Regions from separate parts of the Sus scrofa genome. Here region 2 is linked to region 1. A link is a contact called in public HiChIP or PLAC-seq data. All regions are on one chromosome and are shown on one strand. The core of a region is the stretch at or near the end of the contact, and the rest is flanking DNA. Distances in the headings are between cores, read along the strand shown. Region 1 has its middle 51 kb from the start of ROCK2. Region 2 holds the start of ROCK2 (rho-associated protein kinase 2).

Evidence for each region. HiChIP or PLAC-seq counts read pairs in DNA pulled down with a chosen protein or histone mark.
Region 2: an H3K27ac HiChIP or PLAC-seq map of skeletal muscle shows a contact between it and region 1. The contact joins the promoter of ROCK2 here to the enhancer-like site in region 1. A contact is called at or near these places in 16 of 47 Hi-C or Micro-C datasets (adipocytes, embryonic fibroblasts, fetal heart ventricle and 9 more) and 2 of 2 datasets of contacts at active chromatin or transcription factors (alveolar macrophages and skeletal muscle).

What each region holds. Positions count from the first base shown.
Region 1 is chr3:125,300,207-125,303,193 of Sscrofa11.1, forward strand. No RefSeq gene overlaps it. Among named protein-coding and RNA genes, the nearest start is that of ROCK2, 51 kb to the right of the region's middle. Within about 2 kb of position 1,480, at least 43 of the 83 cell types and tissues checked have an H3K27ac peak or open chromatin away from gene starts, as enhancers often do. A contact at or near this core is called in embryonic fibroblasts, fetal skeletal muscle, mesenteric adipose tissue and 4 more, where this site is marked.
Region 2 is chr3:125,351,627-125,354,613 of Sscrofa11.1, forward strand. ROCK2 (rho-associated protein kinase 2) reads left to right here and starts at 1,493. Exons shown (of 34, transcript XM_021087835.1): 1 at 1,493-1,633. The coding sequence starts at 1,493.

The sequences.
Region 1 (2,987 bases), core at 230-2,729:
ACTGTCAGATGCCAGGGGGAGTACCAGCACTCGAAGAGGAAGCTTTTAGTGCAGAATTTCTTATAGCATGAGTTCTCAATACATTAGTTATTCTGATTTTTAGCGGGGGTGGGGGGGTGCACAGCTGAGGGGCTCACAGGAGGACTGAGGGCAATGCCCAGAAAGGCCCCAGTGCAGCCACCAGGAGGGGGACTCATGATTTAACTGGCATAAGCTGGCTTTGGGTTTTGGTCACCGTAGTGGATTGAATAGTGTCTCCCCTCAAAATTCACGCCATTTGGACCCTCAGAATGTGATCTTATTCTCAGAGTGTTTGCAGATGTAATTAGTTAAGCATCTCAAGATGAAATTATCCTAGATTTAGGGTGGGCCCTACATCCAATGACCGATATCCTTCGAGGCAGAGGACACAGGGAGATGGAGGGGAGAAGGCCACCTAAAGACGGAGGCAGAGAATAGTCATGCTGCCACATGGTGTCTGAGGCCACCTGAAGTTGGAAGAGGCAATAAAGACCCTTCCCTAGAGCCTTCTGTGGTAGTATGACCCCGTTGACCCCTTGATTGAGAACTTCCAGCTTCCAGACTGTGTGAGAGTTAAATTTTTATTGTTTTAAGCCACCCAGTTTGTGGTAATTGGTTATGACAGCCCTAGGAAACTAATACGGCCTGTCTCTCCTTTTTCCCCGGAAGAGTCTAGCTTCGTCTTGCATTTGCTATAAAGTTTGATCCATCGTCATATAAAGCACGAATTCTAATGCATTAAATGAACTTTTGGTACCTGGGAAGGGATTTGAGTAAGCAAGGGACCGCCTCCCCTGGCACCCACACAAGCATTACCTGCAAAATTAAGACCAAATTGCCTAGCCTGTCCTTTGCTATGCCATGATCTAACCCAGCCCAGTCTTTTCAGGGTCTGCTTGGCAGGAACATGGTTCGTTCCATCTCCAGGCACATGCAACTGTTCAGCCACCAGCAACACCCTTGTCTTCTCCGGCATCACTGGTCCGAGTCCTTCTCATCCTCAGTGTTAGGTTATTAGCCACCTCCTCCAGGAAGTACATCCGATTTCATCCTGGAATGATTGTGGTATGGACGATCTTCGTTGGAAGTTCAAAAGACCCAACTCAAACTGATGTCAGCAAAAAGAGGACCGTATTAGCTCATGTGACTGAAACATCAAGAATACAAATGGTGTTAGGTAAGAAATATTCTGGTGACTCAGGGACTAGTTTATTTCTGTCTCTTCATTCACCATCAGCCATCAACCACACTGAAGGCCAATTCACCTCATCGGTACAAAATAGCTTTCAGCAGCTCCTGAGGCTTCTTCCTCCAAAAGCAACAGCAAGAGGAGTCTGCTGTAGCATTTCTAAGAGAAGGCTTGATCTTCAGTCTGATTGGTCCAGCTGAGAGGGCATGGTCGCCTCTGAGCCAATCACTGTGCCCAGGAAAACGGAGTGCATTGATTGGCCGAGCTAGGTCATGTGCTCAACATCTGACGCCGTGGGCCGCGAGCAAAGACTTCCCTAAATCGCATGTCACCCTAAAGCGAGCAGGAAGAACGGATATGCTGGAGGAGAGTCAAATGCCCTTTCTGTTCACTCCCTCATCTGTGTGCCTAATACATCCGTCAGCAGTTCTGTTAAGGAACGATCGCCCCTTTCATGTATTTTATTCCGCTACCTGTAAACCCAGATAACTCCTTGGGACCAGAGACTGCGTCGTCCTCCTATTTTGGTCTCACGTTAGCCCGTTCGCATGGTGGGTGTCCAACAAAGTTTTGTTGATGTTAATTACATTTTTTTAAAAGGGGGACATTTTTTACAAAGTTGTTTTCATACTTTCAGATTCCCAAAGGATCCTGTTACGTTGTTTTCTGCACATGGATTAATCCCTTCTCCAGGAAGACAGGCTAATCACAGCTGCAATAAAAGCTCTCACGTGCTGTAACCTGATACATTTAGAACATTTTAGTCATTTAAAAACGAAGTCGGATGTCCACTGCATTTTTTGTGTGTGAATGTGTGGATAGTTATAAATAGACATGGAAAAACACTAGGGCTGTGTGAACTCAGTTGGCTGGGGGCCCCTGGATCTGGACCCCCCCAAATATAGCCTGCTGACAATTTGCCACAGGCATTTTTTTTTTTTTTCACACAGTTCATCATTTCAAACATTCTGAGCAACCGTGCTGAATATTTGTTCAACAGTACATTTTTTCCACTTTGTCTTTAGGCCAAATATGTGGCTTTTTCTTTAAAAAGGGATAAGAGTCTCAGGCACAGATAAATATATACCCTAGCACTTGGCTATAATACAACTCTCTATAGGCGATTCTGTCTCATGTCCGTGGGACGGGTTGCAATCTAGAAGCTTCTGTGAGGCCTCCGGCTCCCAGGCCTGCTCCCATAGCTTCTCCTGAGGAGAAGTCCCAGGGAGTGGGCCTCAGACATTGTTTTCCTTAAAAAGAGCCAGACAGAAAAGGGATGATTGGAGCTCCCGTTGTGGCGCAGCTGAAACAAATCCGACCAGTATCCATGAGGATTCGGGTTCAATCCTTGGCCTCGCCCAGTGTGTTGGGGCCCTGGCGCTGCCGTGAGCTGTGATGTAGGTCTTGCAGTCGCGGCCAGAATCCCCAGTGGCTGTGGCTGTGGCTTAGGCTAGCAGCCGATTCAACCTCTAGCCTGGGAACTTCCATATGCTGCAGGTGTGGCCCTAAAAAGCAAGAAATAAAAGGGGGACGATTGTGGGGAGTCTCTCCGTGGAGATGAGCTCTGGGGAACCTTCCCTTTTGAGCTGTCTGGTGACTGCCACAGGATGTCACCAGGCATGCTGCAGTCCCCCTGCCTTTTCCCTGTGCTGTCACACTGTCGTGCCACCTATATTTCTCTTCCTTCCTCTCGCCCTCTCCAAAGCCCACCCAGCTTTCCAAGGCCAGCCTCACTGCCAGATTTGATACTTCTGATTACGGTTAATTCAGGCCTTTC
Region 2 (2,987 bases), core at 243-2,742, 51 kb after region 1:
ATGAACAGTTTTATAGCTCTTGGCACATATTTTTCAGATTGCGCCTGGGTGGATTTGACCAATGGCAAGGGCCGCGAGAGGCAGGAATGTGGACGAGCGGCCCCCATGACCGCCCCCCCAAAAGGCAAAGACCTCGAGAAGGTCTGCAGAGGGAAAGCATTTTTCTATCGCCCTCTTGTTCTCTTCCGTAGCTGGTGTTTCAGCCCAGCTCGGAGACGACTGTTACGGACGCGCAGAAAGCTTTCCTGCTGGAGTCGAAGATTTCTGCCCTGGGGGCAGAAGCAGCTCGTCCCGGCTCTCTCGCCCCAGGACTGCAATTCCAAACGTCCGCCCTATTCCGGGGTTTCCGACTCGCACTGCACACCCTTCCAGCCTTTCCACTAAAATCTTCGTGGCCCAGGCAGGCCCCTTGCAAACGCAGAGCTCTGCAGGCGAGGGCAGCGACTGGCGGTCGCTATTATTTTGGCGCGGGTGATGCAAGGGCCGCATAGCTGCGCGCTGAGTCAGCCGGAGCCGGGCGGGGGCGGGGGGCGCGGGCCGGCCCATCCCCCTACTGCAACCCTCCCTCCCCCGCCCCCCCGCGCCGGGTGCCGCCAGGTCGGGACCCGGCGGTCGGGGTGGGCCCCCGTGTCCAGAGGGGTCGTCAGCCCGGGCAGGGTCAGGCGGGGGTGACCCTCGGGGGTGACCCGAGCCCCGGGCGCGCCCTCCCCTCCCCCAACTGGAGCTCGTGGGTCAAGTGAGGCGGTGACCGCGCGCCCGGCCATTTACCCTCTAAGAACTCAAAGCGGGGGAGGAGGAAGCGGGGAAGGAAGGAGGCTCAAAAAGGAGAAATGCGGGGCGAGCGGCCTGGAGGAAACCAAAAAAAAAAAAAAAAAAAAAAACGGAGAGGGGCGAGAGGAGGCGGAGGCCGGCGGGCGGGGGCGGGGGCGGCCGCGCGCGGGGGGCGGGGCGGGGCGCGCGCGGGGCGGGGCGAGCGGGGGCGCGCCGGCGGCCGCGGGCCGAGGGGCTTGTGGGTAGCGGCTGCGCGCGGCCGGAGACGGGCGCCGCGCGGGAGTGTGTGAGGGGCGCGGGCTTGCGGGACCCAGGCAGCCGACGGCGGTCATGGGAGCGGGTTGGCGGCGGCCGTAGTTGTCGGAGCCTGGGGTTCAGCTTCCCGGAGCCCCAGAGGGCGGGGCAGTCCGGGCCCGGCGGTGGCGGCGCCACTTCCCCGCTCCCGCCCTCGGATCCTGAGGGAGCTCGCGGCGGACGAGCGGACCGGGCGGCGCGAATCTGACTGAGGGGCGGGGACGCCGTCTGCTCCTCGCCGCTCCCGGGCCGGCCTCTCGGACAGCCCCAGGCCCCGGGGGCTGAGACCCGCGGCCGGAGCTCGAGGCGGGCGGTGGGCCCGGGCGGAGCCCCGGCCGGAGCCGGCGGGTCGGGGGCGGCGCTAGGCCCCGAGGCGGCCGGGCCGGAGCGCGGGGAACGGGAGTGCGGGCCCGGCGGTGGCGGCGGCATGAGCCGGCCCCCGCCGACGGGGAAAATGCCCGGCGCCCCCGAGGCCGTGTCGGGGGACGGCGCGGGCGCGAGTCGCCAGAGGAAACTGGAGGCGCTGATCCGAGACCCTCGCTCGCCCATCAACGTGGAGAGCTTGCTGGTAGGTGGCCGGCGCCCGGGAGCCCTCCCTGCTGACCGCTCTCCCCGCGGACTCCCCCGTGTGCCCGTCGGTCCGTGGGGGAGGTCTCGCCCCACCCCGCCCAGCTTCCGGCGGCCGGGGCCCGGGTCGGAGAGCGAACACTGCTGCGACCAAGTTCCGGGAGGAGAGACCCACCTTTGATCCTGCCCCTTTAGCTCCTGGAGCCGGTGTCATCCCAGGCTGTGCCTTTCTCGGAGCGCTGGGAGGAAGCACCCTCTTCTCCTTCCCGCCTGCCCTCTGGGTCTGGGGAGGTGGGTGGCAGAGCGCTGCCCCCGACAGCGGACTGGGCGGTTCGAAAGAGGGACGCGCAGGGGAGAAACCCGGTGCTGTCGCTGTGGGGGAGTACCCACCAGGGGTACGCGACAAAGAGGGGAGTCTGAAACCCACAGCTGAGGTTCTTCTGTTTTCACTTGCGTGTGAATATTAACAGTTGCAAATTAGTGCATTCTAATTTCGTTTCGGTAAATTTAATTTCCGAGATTATTGCGCCCGAGCTGAAGAATTGAATTGTAGGGTGGAATCCGTCGGTCCTTTTCATGGTACCTCTTTCTTGAGAGGGCCTTTGAAATCCAAATTAATAGCCGCGGAAAGTGGGCTAGTTGGCTTTGTGTAGGAAAGGAACATGATTTACACGTCAGACCTGCCCTGGAGAATGCGTGTTTATTTCTTGCGTTTGTTACGATCGACTGTTGTATCTCAGCCACACTTCGGTTAGCAGGCAGTGGAGATGCATTTGTGGGGAAAGGGGGTGTGGGTTTTTACCCCGGGGAAGCGAAGAAAGCAAAGGAGATGCTCTGGGTGTGAGATGCACTCCGGACGACCAGAGTTCGGATCGGTGAGCCGTGGATCCTGTGGCTATTCCCCCACCTGAACTCCGGTCCGGTTCTCCTCCCTGATGGGAGAAATCTAGTGATTATACGGCGAGAAAAACTGTGTCTCCTTCCTCCTCCAGTGACTGACTGACTTTTCTTCAGAAGCCGTTGGTTATCCTTTGAGGTTTCTGGAATCATTTGCAGAGTGACTCAGTGCTCTTTGGCCAAAGTGCAAGAACTGCCTAAAGTGTCTTTCTGTACAGTGCACAGAGTGTCGGGATGTATTCTGTTCTCGCCGCCGTGGTTGACACTTCCTTTTACTAATTTCCACAGTAGTGTGTTCTTCGTATGTTTTTATGGGATCGTGACACCCTGAACAGTGTTTAGAAGTCTGCAGTTGGGGGTAGGATTGGTTACATGAAGGGCACAGCTTTTCCTAGGCCAAAGCAGAGACTCTGGGCTTCACTCCCAGCATTTTCGCTTTGGTATTTTGCTAGCAAAAC